3 separate regions of the Macaca mulatta genome follow, and regions 1 and 2 are each linked to region 3. A link is a contact called in public Hi-C data. All regions are on one chromosome and are shown on one strand. Each heading gives the region's core, a stretch centred on a gene start, on an enhancer-like site or on the middle of the called end of the contact. The rest is flanking DNA. Distances are from core to core; before and after follow the strand shown. Region 1 holds the start of RNF121 (ring finger protein 121). Region 2 holds the start of INPPL1 (inositol polyphosphate phosphatase like 1). Region 3 holds the start of ANAPC15 (anaphase promoting complex subunit 15).

Evidence for each region. Hi-C and Micro-C count contacts between places; a contact is called where the count stands out from the background.
Region 1: a Hi-C map of fetal cortex germinal zone shows a contact between it and region 3, with 2.0 times the contacts expected there. The contact joins the promoter of RNF121 here to the promoter of ANAPC15 in region 3. A contact is called at or near these places in 2 of 14 Hi-C or Micro-C datasets (blood and fetal cortex germinal zone).
Region 2: a Hi-C map of fetal cortex germinal zone shows a contact between it and region 3, with 4 times the contacts expected there. The contact joins the promoter of INPPL1 here to the promoter of ANAPC15 in region 3. A contact is called at or near these places in 2 of 14 Hi-C or Micro-C datasets (cortical neurons and fetal cortex germinal zone).

What each region holds. Positions count from the first base shown.
Region 1 is chr14:72,221,688-72,225,992 of T2T-MMU8v2.0, reverse strand. It overlaps RNF121 (ring finger protein 121), which reads right to left and starts at 1,755. Exons shown (of 9, transcript NM_001194615.3): 1 at 1,677-1,755. The coding sequence starts at 1,739. It overlaps XNDC1 (XRCC1 N-terminal domain containing 1), which reads left to right and starts at 2,338. Exons shown (of 10, transcript NM_001374474.1): 1 at 2,338-2,436.
Region 2 is chr14:72,539,517-72,543,686 of T2T-MMU8v2.0, reverse strand. It overlaps INPPL1 (inositol polyphosphate phosphatase like 1), which reads right to left and starts at 1,731. Exons shown (of 28, transcript NM_001260839.1): 1 at 1,408-1,731. The coding sequence starts at 1,589. It overlaps LOC144334325, which reads right to left and starts at 3,235. Exons shown (of 2, transcript XM_077963642.1): 1 at 2,738-3,235; 2 at 1,661-1,794. The coding sequence starts at 3,182. The coding sequence ends at 1,727.
Region 3 is chr14:72,407,581-72,412,038 of T2T-MMU8v2.0, reverse strand. ANAPC15 (anaphase promoting complex subunit 15) reads left to right here and starts at 1,307. Exons shown (of 6, transcript NM_001193608.1): 1 at 1,307-1,376; 2 at 2,526-2,580; 3 at 2,736-2,865; 4 at 3,419-3,478; 5 at 3,797-3,934; 6 at 4,094-4,198. The coding sequence starts at 2,746. The coding sequence ends at 4,141. It also overlaps a transcript of LRTOMT not described here.

The DNA.
Region 1 (4,305 bases), core at 506-3,005, 190 kb after region 3:
CTCTTTATCTCAATGAACCCTGACATACACAACTAAAGCTTTGAGATATACGTAATTGTCTCAAGGGAGAGCCCATGACTAACAAACCATAAATAAGAACTTCAATGCAGTATCTACCCTTTCCAAAGTGTCTTCAAATATATCTCATTGAACCACAGCCAACTGTAATCATAGAAATGTAAAAGCCAGAAGGGGTCTTAGAGGTCATTTCCACAACCACTTCACCTAACCAACCAACCGATATCCAAACACCTATAGTCTCTAGTGATTGGGAGGCAGAAGACTACAACACTTCTTTAAAAATTCCCCTGCTGTGATCACCTGCCAATTTCTCAGTCCCTTCCTCCCATCTTAATGATCTCAATCAGGTAACCCAACTCCAACTCATCCCACTACCAGACAAGTCTTAGTGCTTCCCAAGTCCACTTCTCCCTTTCTCTGAACCTCATCTTCAATCATCCCCAATCCTCCCCACTCTTCCCACACCCAACACACAGCAAGGGGCCTCTAAGATTCTGATCCCTCAGAGATCTCCCTGGTTCTATCTCTGACAACCAATCCCCTTCCTCCTACTCCTGTGATGTCTCTGTCCATATGCTGGCATGTGCAGGATCACAAACACCACTAGATCTCAATGCCTCTGGCTTCAGAATCTTTTCATTTTCCTTTTTCACCTCTCTCTCTGCTTCTCTGCCCTGTCCCTTCACTCCTTTCACACTCAACATCTCCTTTCTCCTAGTGATTCCTTCAAGGACCACCGGTAATTTAATATCCCAGTCTTTAAATGCCTATTGGACAGGTAAAGGGAACATACAATCTCAAGGAGCTCACCTTCAAGGAACTCATAAGTCTAGAGGGAGAGAGAGAGACACTTATTTATCGTTTAAAACTCAGCAACTCCGGGAAGCCTTCCCTATCCCAAGCTGAACTGTTACACACTTCTCAGTGCCACCATTATATCTTTAATGCAATGACTATTCTTGTCTGTCTCCCACCACTAGATTGTGGGCTCTTCAACAGAGGAGCCCCTTGTCTCCCTAGCACCTGGCCCAGGATCCGGAGCAAAAGTCATAATGTTTATTAAGTGAATAAATGTATGAACTCCGGCATACAATCATTTATTCATCCACTTGTTCCTTCATTCGTTGACGAAAACTTTACTGAGCGTACATTAGATACAAAGTCTTAGAATGTAAGGATAAACAAAACATATCCAACTTTAAGATAACTCAAAGCTATACTACTAGTGGATTAGCACTCTTTCCAGGTCTGTGTCCCCAACCCCCATCCTAGGCTTAGACAGAGTCCTCTCCCACAGAGGAAGCCCTTGAAGAAATTCACGCCTCTCCAACTCAAACTACCTCTTAGCCCTTCGGTCCTACCCTAAGACCCCCAGCTAGTAATCACAAAATCTTAACACCCCCACCCCTCCGACCTCTCTCTCTGTCCTCCATCTCCAACCTTGAAGCTAATGCAAGTCTTCTACTCCCAAGGCCGCCTCGGAGTCCCCAAGTCAGGAGTGCCTCTGACTTCCCTCTCCACGCACCCGCCCCCTAGTCAGCTCCTTCCCTCTCAGGATCTTTCCCGTCTCTCCTAAGACCCCCACCTCCCGATACCTCACTGCCCCTCCCCTCAGTCTCAGGCTGAGTCTCTCCTCGTCTCTCAACTCCGCTTACCTCATCCAGCTCCCGTTCCCCAGCAGCACCACCTCCAACCTCCACCTCCACCACTGCCGCCATCTTCACGGCTCGCCCCCTCACCGCAGTCCCCGCGCGAGCCAGCTGCTTCCGCCGTTCAAGTGCTCCTAGCCAATCGGCGGCTCGGACTCCAGCAGAGGGGGCGGGGCATCAAAACAGGCGGAGCCTGTCAGGCATCAGGAGGTTATCTACCTGATGCACGTTTCAGGATCAAGGAGAGAGGAGTCCCGTGCCCTTCCAAGCTTCAGGAAGGGAGCGTTCTTGGAAAATGAGAAATTTGAATCGCATTATTTTCAGTGGAACTATTTAACCAATTCTTCCCTTTGCAGAGCCAAATGGGAGAGTTCCTAAACGGGCAACTTTCGCGACGCTCCCTCAGTGTGGCCTCCAAGGAGCGAGACGTGGGGACTAGGAACTACGTTTCCCAAACTGCACTGAGGCTGATCCGGAAGTTTAAATTCCGCTCCCTCCACGAGAAAGAGTTGTAGTGCGTGAAAATAAACATTAAAACACACGCAAATGTATTTTCCTGGCTGCAGCACCTGCCGTCTTGCCTCGGTAGGAGTCATTTTCAAAAACAGCAGCTTCTTGAGGCCCAGAACGCATTCCTGTGCTACGGAAAGCGGAAGAGAAGCTCTCGGGGTCAGAAGGCGAAGGTTAGAGGGCCGAATTGGCGGGAGAATAGGTTGGTGGTCCACGATCTGAGGCAACGGTGGCTCCGCGAGGTCCACGGTCCCGGGTGAGGGGCTTTGGGATTTGTTGATGGGGAGGGGAGTGGCCGAGAGGGAGGAGGGGTGGCCATCAAGGAAATGAACAGAGCAGCCTGTTCCCGATGAACAGTGAAAGCAGAGGTACGGCTTGAGCTCCAGAAACTGAGAGCTTAAGAGCCTTGCGGGACCTCCACGGCCCCCACATTCCGCGTCTTAGTTAGGCTGTCATGCCAATTCATACATCTCTGCACACTTTTCTAACCCACATCCTGCGGCCCCCGCTTCTGCCGTACCCTCGTTTTTGTACACCATACTGCCCCACCCCTACGTATGCCTTCGTAACTGATTTTTCAGCAGCATGTGAACTCGATACCTTGCAAGCCTGTAGCCCCAGTGCACACGCCTCTGGGCGTCCGCCTGGATCTGTCTGGTGAATGGATCTAGGATGGCTTGTGAGTCCACAGAACGTCTAGAAAAGTCAGCTTTAGGCCGGGCGCGGTGGCTCAAGCCTGTAATCCCAGCACTTTGGGAGGCCGAGACGGGTGGATCACGAGGTCAGGAGATCGAGACCATCCTGGCTAACACGGTGAAACCCCGTCTCTACTAAGAAATACAAAAAACTAGCCGGGCGAGGTGGTGGGCGCCTGTAGTCCCAGCTACTCGGGAGGCTGAGGCAGGAGAATGGCGTGAACCCGGGAGGCGGAGCTTGCAGTGAGCTGAGATCGGGCCACTGCACTCCAGCCTGGGCTACAGAGCGAGACTCCGTCTCAAAAAAAAAAAAAGAAAAAAAGTCAGCTTTATATTGGGACCAACAGAAAATTACAGGGAATTATTTACATCATCTACAGGCATCTCATGTATTTAGATAAAAATAATTATTTTCATTTTGTGAAACTTAATACGGAGAATGTTATAAACACTGTACACCCATCACCCTAAATTGACTATTGGCCTTATGATTTATTTGCTTACTCATTTTTTAAAAGCTAGGTAATACAATAAAAGTTAAACTTACCTGTTTTTTCTACTCTCAAGCCCATTACCCTCTCATCTTCTCCAGAAGCAACTATTATGGATTAGAATTAGCTTGTGTTCTCCCAATCCATTTTTAAAAATTATACGTAGCCATGACTATACAGTATTGTATTGTGTTTCATTTTGTTTTTTAATCCAAGTGCTTTTTTTTTTCTTTGAGATGGTGTCTTGCTCTGTTACCAAGGCTGGAATGCAGTGGTTCAATCTGGGCTCCCTGCAGCCTCCGCCTCCTGGGTTCAGATGATTCTCGTCTCCCGAGTAACTGGGACTACGGACACACCACCACGCCCAGATAATTTTTGTATTTTTAGTAGACACGGGGTTTCGCCATATTGGCCATGGTCTCGAACTCCTGACCTCAAGTGATCCACCTGCCTCGGCCTCCCAAAGTGCTGGGATTACAGGTGTGAACCACTGTGCCCAACCTGAGTGATACAGGGTCTGGCTCTGTCACCCAGGTGGACTGCAGTGGCGTGATAACTGCTCACTGTAGCCTCCATCTCCCAGGCTCAAGCAATTCTCCCACCTCAGCCTTCTGAGTACCTGGGACTATAGGCATGTGCCACCACACCTGGCTAATATTTTAAATATTTTGTAGAGATCGGGTCCCACTATGTTGCTGGTCTTGAACTCCTGGGTTCAAGCAATCCTCCTGAGCCTCTGCCTCCCAAAGTGATGAGATTACAGGTGTGAGCCACTGTACCCAGCCTTTTAGGTATAATTATTTGTCTTTATTTTATTTTGTTTTATTTTATTTCATTTTTTGAGACAGAATCTCACATTGTCACCCACGCTGGAATGCAGAGGGATGATCTTGGCTCACTGCAACCTTTGCCTCCCAGGTTCAAGCAATTCTCCTGCTT
Region 2 (4,170 bases), core at 482-2,981, 130 kb before region 3:
ATGTCAATAGCACCATCCCAGTTGTGACAATTAAAAATGTCTCCCCAGCTGGGTGAGGTGGCTCACACCTGTAATCCTAGCACTTTGAGAGGCCGGGGCAGGTGGATCACTTGAGGTCAGGAGTTCAAGACCAGCCTGGCCAATATGGTGAAACCCCATCTCTACTAAAAATACAAAAATTAGCCGGGCTTGATGGCAAGCGCCCGTAATCCCAGCTACTCGCGAGGCAGAGGCAGAAGAATCACTTGAATCCAGGAGGTGGAGGTTGCAGTGAGCCGAGATCGCACCACTGCACTCCAGCCTGGGCAACAGAGCGAGACTCTGTCTCAAAAAAAAAAAAAAAAAAAAAAGTCTCCCGTGGTCTAGGCTAATGTGCCCCCCCACCAAAGATGTCAGGAGAACAAAGGGGTAAGCCGGGCGGATGGCGTGGGGCAGCGGGCGCGGGCGTTGCTGAGCCCTGCTCGGGCCATGGCCAGGACAGCCAGACAGGAGTTTGGGAGGGGGTTCACAAGGCCAAGAAATATCTAAATAAAGATCTAAATAACTGATCTAAATAAAGCAGCCCCCCCAGTTTCCCACTCACTGGGCCCACAGAAGCCAACTCAATGTCAAACTGCAGGGCAGGAGGTACAAAGCAGGTAGAAGGCTGCAAAACCAGGAGTGCTAACTCACTCCAGCACCACTACCACACTCGGCTGACAGGCACAGCCACAGGACCTGGCCCACTCAGAGAAGGACGAAGTATGGCTCTGCTCTCAGCACTCATAGCTCAGGGCTAGGGCAGCCAGGTAACCAGGGCTCCAGCCCAGAGCCAGGGCTCACTCACTCATTGGTTCAGAAATAATGGCAAGGTCCCATACAGCCTCAGCCTCTGCTTCCCCAAGCCTTCCTCTCTACACCACCCACCACCGCCCCCACCAGCCATACACGGCCAGTCAGAACCCCAAAGCACAAAAAGGGGCCCTAAGGAAGCTGCCAGGCATCCCCACACACCCCGTCAGTCCCTCTGCCCCGACTCCCTCTCCTGCTCACCACTCAGTCCCTATCCAAACGGGACTGCACACAACGTGGAATGCACATCCTCTCCCCTGCTCACTTCTACCTGGAGGATGCCTGAAGGGGTCTGCCGGGGAATGCCCGAATGTTTCGTCCATCACAGTCACACTGGGCCGCAGAACCCCATATCCTCTGCCCTCAAGGCTCCTGAAAGTGCCCCCAGACACACAGCAGGAAGTGCCCCTGCGTTCTTCCTCAGACCCAGGAGAAAGCCAAGGCTCCCACTCTAGGGGGTGGAGGCGGGTCTGGCGTCCCGCCGCCCCACGCACCCTGAGCCGGGCCCTCTCCACACCCCGCCGTGCCCGCGCTCCCTGTCCACGCCAGCCCGCAAGGAGCCCCCGCCCCACTCACAGGACGCAAAGCGCGAAGGCCCCCGCCACGCTCTCGCTGTCTCGGACCAGGAAGCTGCCATCGCGGCCCGCCCGGGCCAGCAGCTCCTCCGCGGCCGCGCGGCTCAGGTCGCGGTGGTACCAGGAGGGGGCCTGGCTGCCCAGCGCGCCCCCCGGGCCCGGCGCCCCGCAGGCCGAGGCCATGGCCCGCGCAGGGCTCAGCACCGCCCGCGCCCGTCTCCCCGCGCCATCCGCCCCGAGACGCTCGGGGCTGAGGCTGGGGCCGGGCCCGGGGCCCGGGCCTGAGGATCCGTGGGCCGGACAGAGCCGGGGATCGGGACTCAGCACTCCGCCGCGCAGGCCGCCTCGTTCGCCGCGCAGCCGCCGCTGCCTGCAGCGCCGGCCTCAACTTGAAGAGAAAGAAAAGTTTGTTCAGAGGCGGCGGGGGAGGGGCGGGAGCGGAGCGCAGAGCCGGCGGCCGCCCCCTCCCCCTCCGCTCGGCCCGCAGCCGGGGCCGCCCCTGCCCCCAGCTCCTCCTGCGGGGACTGTGCCCCCACCTTCCCGCAGGGCCCGGGACCTCCCCGACCCCACAGTGATCCTGCCCCCACCATTCACCCGAGGAGATCCAGTCCCCAAACCCCCATCGAAATCCAAGTCCCCCAATCCTGGCCCGACACTTCGGGATCCAGGCACCTCCTGGAGAATTCAGCGCTTCTCAGTTCTCCCAATGATATGACCCCTAAACCCCATAATGGTCTGATTCCACTCCATGGCTCTTCCTCTCGGCCCCCGTACAGCTTGGCTGCATCGAGTTCCCCAAACCTGCGAAGGATCCAGGACGACCCCCCCACCCATTCCCTCCACCCAGGCAGGCAGGGCCCCCAACTCCCGCGAAATGCAGCCCCCTCTTAGATCTGAGCCCCCAACTCCATGGGGACCGTTCCCCGGCAAAGCCTGCGGTAAGATCCGCTCCCCCACACACCCCCAGACGAAGTGGGACGTTCTCGAGCCCCTCACGCAGCCCCTCCCAGCCCGGCAGAGCCCTTCCCCCTCTCGGCCAAGTTCCTCGGCACCACCCCCCACACCCGCAGGCCGGGCCTTGCGGGGGTTCAGCAGTCCGAAGCCAGAAGGATCCCCTGGCCCGTCTAGGAGAAAGTTCCCTCCCGGGATCCTGGCCGCCGCACGCAGACCCCCACCTCCCGGGCTGCTCCGGCGCCCCTTCCCCGGACAGCGGCCCTGGGCTCCAGGCGGCCACTTAAGATGGCCATCCGCGCTCGCCCCCGCCCTCCGCGCCTCCCGCCCCGCCCCGCGCCGCCCCGGGGAGCTGGGGGCAGCACCGCGCCCCGCCTCACCCCGCCCCGCGCCTCGGTCCGGGAGCCGCTGGCCCACTGGGTGACCTCGGGCAAGTCGCGGCGTGGGGCTGAGCTCGGCTTCCCGCTCTGGAAAATGGGGATCCTGTGGCGAGGACCGGCTCTGGGGGCCAGGCTCGTACCGCGCTCGGCACCGGGCCTGGCGCCCAGCCCGCGCTCCCGAACGGCGGCTATTTTTATTATTAATTAAGGAGGAACGAAGGTGACAGCTGTGTAAACTGTAAAGCGCGGCTGCTGGACGAACGGGTATTATTAGCACTCGCCCCCGCCCCAGCGGCTCCCTCCGAGTCAGCAAACTCGCGCCTCCGCGGGCCGGACGCCCAGCGGGGAGCTCCCAGACGGGGTCCACTTCAACGACCCCTGGCTCCCTCCCCTCACGCCGTGAGCGGAAAGGGGACGCGGCCGCTGGAAAGGGGGCGGAGTCCATAAAAGGGTCTGGCCCGCCCCCTCCCAAAAAAAGACCTAGCCGGTGGCGGCGTCTCCGGGGAGTCGTCTTCCTGCCCCGCCCCTCCGCCCCCTGGCTCCTTAAAGGCGCAGGCCTCCAGTCGGGCTCCCGCCGCCACCATCTCCTGGGCCGCCTTGGGAGAATCCCTTTAACCTGGGAGAGAACTTTCACTTTGCTACGTTGAACCTGTTGACGGAGCCCGGGTCAGTCCCGCGAGCTCCTTCGTCTGTTTCAAATATGCATTGACTTAACCCAGCTGGAACAGAGCCTGGGACGTGGAAGGGGCTCTGTGGGGCCTTCCACACTAGATAAATGTAATAACTAAGAGATCCACCCACCCACCCAACAGTGCCTCCAGAACGCAATAACTCATCCAACAATCTGTGCCACCTTCCTCATCAGCCACCTTTTAGTATAAGAAAAGATGAGCCTGATGTGAGGGGACTCCTTGGTAGTGGGGGAGAGACCTGGACTAGGAGTCTGCACACCTGGGTTCTAGTCCTAGCTGGGCCACCTACCTGCAGGGTGTTCTCAGACGCTTACCTGTGCCTCTCTGGGGACAGTTGTAGTAGGAGTGTGCAAACAAAGACTTATCCAAAGGGAAAGGGGTGTTGGGAGACCCAGAGATAACTCAGGCCCAGCCCCCGAGGGCCTTGCGAAGACATAGCAACCCCCTCAAGATAGGCATATCTACCAATCCTAGGAGGAGACAAAGGTGCCAGAGGCTCCTGACCCCAGGAAGCCCTTAAAGGTGTCTAACTCTTCCAGCCACACCTCAAGGACACCAAAGCGCTGGACCAGTTCCAGGCTGTTGAATATTCCACTCCAGGAACCCCCTAGACCGCCCTCTCCAATTGGCTCTGTTCTTCCTCTGAGAGTTCCAAGCCCCAACTCTGCTCCTTCAATGTGCATCACATTTTTTTCATCCCACTGGCAATCCGGAGCCTTTCCTGGACTCCCATTCCCAGCT
Region 3 (4,458 bases), core at 58-2,557:
TAAAACTACATATTTTATTTATTTATCTATCTATCTTCTTCATTGTTTACCTCTCTCATAATGAAGGCTGTATGAAAAGAGGGACTTTTTGGTCTGTTTTGTTTACTACTGTATACCCACTACTAAGAATAGTGACGGACATATACTAAGGCACTCAATAGGTATTTGTTGAATGAATGAAAAAGGTAGTCATTTCCAAGAGGCAAAGTGTACTCTTTAATGAAAAACTATAACAAACGGTGCTATTTGGCAATATAATCACATTCAATATGCACAGTACATGACCTCTTGAACAATTCTTATCCAATCTTCACATCAGCCCAGGATAGAAGGAAGGCTGGGCAGAGATTATGATGCTGGTTGACAAAGAAGCTGAGTTCAGAGAGCAAAAGGACTCGCCAAAACTCACACATCTGTCCAGGGCAGTACTGGAAATGTGGACGACTGCTGTCCCTGGAAGAGCCTGGTAAGTGATGGAGCTTAATAGGAATTGGGTTTGAAGGACCTCTGTTTCCAGAAAGCATGAGTATCTCTAAAGGCGAAGCTGAGTCAGAGGTTACTGGAACTGAGGCATCAGCGAAGGAATGGGAGAGGTTACGAGGTTGACCTCTAAGGGGACTTGGCCCAGGTCTGAGGAGGGCAGCAGATTCCCCAAGCAACAGAATGCTGTGCCTGAGGCTGACTAGTCATTCAAGTCTGTACATAATCTCCAATGTCAGAATTCAACAGACAACCTTAAGAGAGATCACTGAGTCTACTGCATGTCTGCAGGGTTTGGCTTCCCTGGACTGTGAGGTCTTCCAGGGAAGCCACCATTTTCATAGATGTATCCCCAGTTTCTAGCAAGGCCTGGAATATAGTAATATAGGAACTCAAATATTTTTGTTCAGAGCAAAAATAAAAAAGAATGAATGTGCTCAAACGGGAAACTGAAGCTGAGAGAGCACAGACAGGAGGGACATAACATTAACCAGCAATTCTGGAGTAGTAACAGATTAGTTTTCTTAGTTTTCTGGAGTAGTAATTAGATTAGCAGGACAAACGGCCCTCGCACTAAGAGGTTGCTGTCAACAATTCTTCAGAAGGGGTTAACAAGCAAATGGTGCCTGGGAACAAAGCGGCAGGGGTTAAATGTAGCCGTAGTAGTGGGGCCAGGATGGAGAGGCCGATTGGCTGAGCCTCGAGGCGGGTCACACTTCCTTCCCTAACACTGTGACTAAGGTATGCAACGTCACATCCGGTTTAGTGGGCGGGAGCAGGGAACAAAAGGAGACGAAGGACGCATGCGTTTGGTGAGTCCCGGATTCTGGTGGGTTCTTCCGCTCAGGCTGAGTTAAGCGCTTCCGGGTCGCCGCCGGCTGCAGCCTCCCGGCGCGGTAAGTACAGAGACAAGGCTGCCGTCGTCTCCTTGCCCCTTCATTCCTTCTCCCACAGAAACCCATTTCCTTTGACCCGACTGCCCAGGAGCTCCATATTGAGAGTCCTTAACCCTTAAAGAGCTCCAGTTCATTGGCCGCTTCCTCGAGACTAAGCCCCACCCCTCACACAAGGTCCGTCATTCATTGGTGTCACTTCCTGTCACCCAGCATTTCTTTCAGTTAATTGGCCCTACCCAGGCCCCGCTTTTTTCGCGTTTAGCAACCCTATAAGGCCAAATTTCTGTCTTGAGTCCCGCCCTACTTTCTTTCTGTTGGTCAACTGCATGGTCATTAGCGTAATGAGTAAAGAATGGGCGGTGGCTTTGCGACGGTGGGTTGGGCTTTCCGAGCTGAGATCTCTGGCCTGTCAGTACTTCTTGGACATGAGGGTGTTTTCTCTCGTGCCTAATTACGCAGGTTGGGAATCTGAGATACAGGGAAGGGCAGCGGCTGGCCCTGGGTCGGTCAGATAAATTAGGACAGAAGCAGGACCAGCATCAATTCTTTTCTCCTGCTCATCCCTTTCACGGAGGAGTTCTAAGCCCCGACTCACTGTATGACCTAAAGCCAGTCTCTGCCTGTCGCTGGGCCTCAGTTTGCCTGTCCTCAGTTTAATAAAGATTATCTAGCACTCCTGGTCGGCTCCCTCAGCCGCTCAAAGCTGATTGTACCCTTATAATGTTAGTTCATCCATTCAATCTTACATCTACTTATTTATCCACTTATTCATGCCTCCTAGAATGTCTTACTAAGCCCTGCTTGCATATGCTACAATCCCCCCACCCCAACATTTGGCTGTGATTTATGAGCGGTCGTTAGTGTCCTAAATTTCTGACACTGGGTGGGTGTGGCATGGGCCATCATAAAGGTGCAAAAAGCAGGTTTTAGTGTATGGAGGAGGTAGGGATAATTTCAGTAGAACCCTGCTACCTCTAATTTTGTATAATTTCATAATGCCAGTCTGCATTCTGGATTCCTATTCCTACACTTGACTCCCATTCCCTTCCCTCCTTGAACAACCTGCAAACAGCTTTATCTATCCATTATTTACTTAATTATCAGAATAACTTTGACGGTGGTATAATTGTTATTATCCCCATTTTACAGATGAAGACATTGAGGCCCAGAGAGGTTAAGTGACTCAGCCAAGGTCAAACAGCTAGTAAGTGTTGGAGCCAGGACTCAAAGCCAGGTCTATCTGATTCCTAGTGGGAGGGGCTGCTTTCCTGCTGTCTTCCACCCTATCCCTAAATCAAATTACAACCAAATTAAAAACGAAAACTAAGCAAAACACATTCACTTGACCCTTTCCCTCAGTCTAGGAGCCATGTCCACTTTGTTCCCCTCACTCTTCCCTCGTGTGACTGAGACACTGTGGTTTAATCTGGATCGACCCTGTGTGGAAGAGACAGAGCTGCAGCAGCAGGAACAGCAGCATCAGGCCTGGGTGAGTGAGCAGCTAGCACAGCACAGACAGAGACCCCAGCACAGACAGAGACCCCCTTCAGTGGGCCATGACCCAGCCTTATTCTGGAAATCTGCCCAGGAAGAGCTTTTTGCCCTCAGCTGGGAATAATCAGGCTGGGAGCCAGGGAGCCAAGGTTCTCATCTTTTCATACCCTAATTTACAGGGGTACCATGTGACTTCTGGGCCAGATTAGAGCCCAGGCTGCTGACACTCAGCCCAAGCTCTTTTCCCTAAAGCACAGGAAATAATTTTGACTATTGAGGATCTAGCAGATGACACTTTCTAGGCTGGTAAGTCTCTCACTTCATCCTCACCATAATTATACGAAAAAACCAAGGCTCAGAGAGTTTAAGTATTTAGATCAAGTTCATAAATGGCAGATGACAAGAAAGGGATTGAATCTCCCTGAGAACTGGGAGGAGGCTTCTCCCCCACACGTGTGGCTCGTCTTCTGGGCAGAATGGGCCAGTCCCATGCCCCTGACCTGCCCTACTTGGGCTCTGGCCTTTTTCGTCTGTGCCTTTGCCCACAGCTCCAAAGCATCGCAGAGAAAGACAACAACCTGGTTCCTATTGGCAAGCCAGCCTCAGAGGTGAGTGGCTCTAGCAGGTGGGGCCTGTGTGGGGGCCACAGTGGACCGAGGCTCTGCTCTAATTCTGAATGTCCTGCCTCTCACCCAGAGCAGTTGTGGTTCTCAGATCTGGGTGAAGGGTAAAAACGGGAGATAGAAGGGGTGGGCATTGGGCCTAGCATTAAGGTCCTGCAGAACATGCACCAGCCTGCTAGACTCAAGGAGGGAGGGTTGGGGTGGGGGGTCATTCATTGGCCTTAGAGAGAGGTTCAAGTGGGTCAGTTCTTGAACTGATCCACGCAGGCCTGTAGGGCTTACAGGCTCTGTCCTGCCCACCAGCACTATGATGACGAGGAAGAAGAGGATGATGAAGACGATGAGGATAGTGAAGAGGACTCAGAGGATGATGAGGACATGCAGGACATGGACGAGATGAATGACTACAATGAGTCGCCTGATGACGGAGAGGTCAATGAGGTAGGCAGGGGGTATGGGGGAGGGCCTCTCTTCCTGGGCCCCTGCTTCTGACCCAGTTGATGGCCAAAGGGTACAGAAACCCTGGATCCAGCCAGGGACAGGATCTGGGGCTGAGGCTGGCTGAGGCCCCTCCCCACCCACACCCAGCCTCCTCTCCAGGTGGACATGGAAGGCAACGAACAGGATCAGGACCAGTGGATGATCTAGGTAGACAAGGCAGGGTGGCCTCAGAGAGATTCCAGGCCAAACTACCCTGCATCCCAACCCCCAACCCCTGCCCACAGAACCAGCTGATGGCCCCAGTGCCTGAAAGTACCCTTGGGCACCTCCTCAGCTGCTGCCAGGATCTGGTCTCCTTGGCCCCTCCCAGGCCATCGATCTGCACTTGAAATCCCCAGGGCCTGAGCCCCACTCCACCTTCCTGGCCAGTACCTCACCCCTTGATTGGCAGGTCTGGTCTCTTTCTAAGTTTCTTTAATAAAGACAAAGGAGTGATTTTCCCCCCATGTCTATTCCCTCTTTGT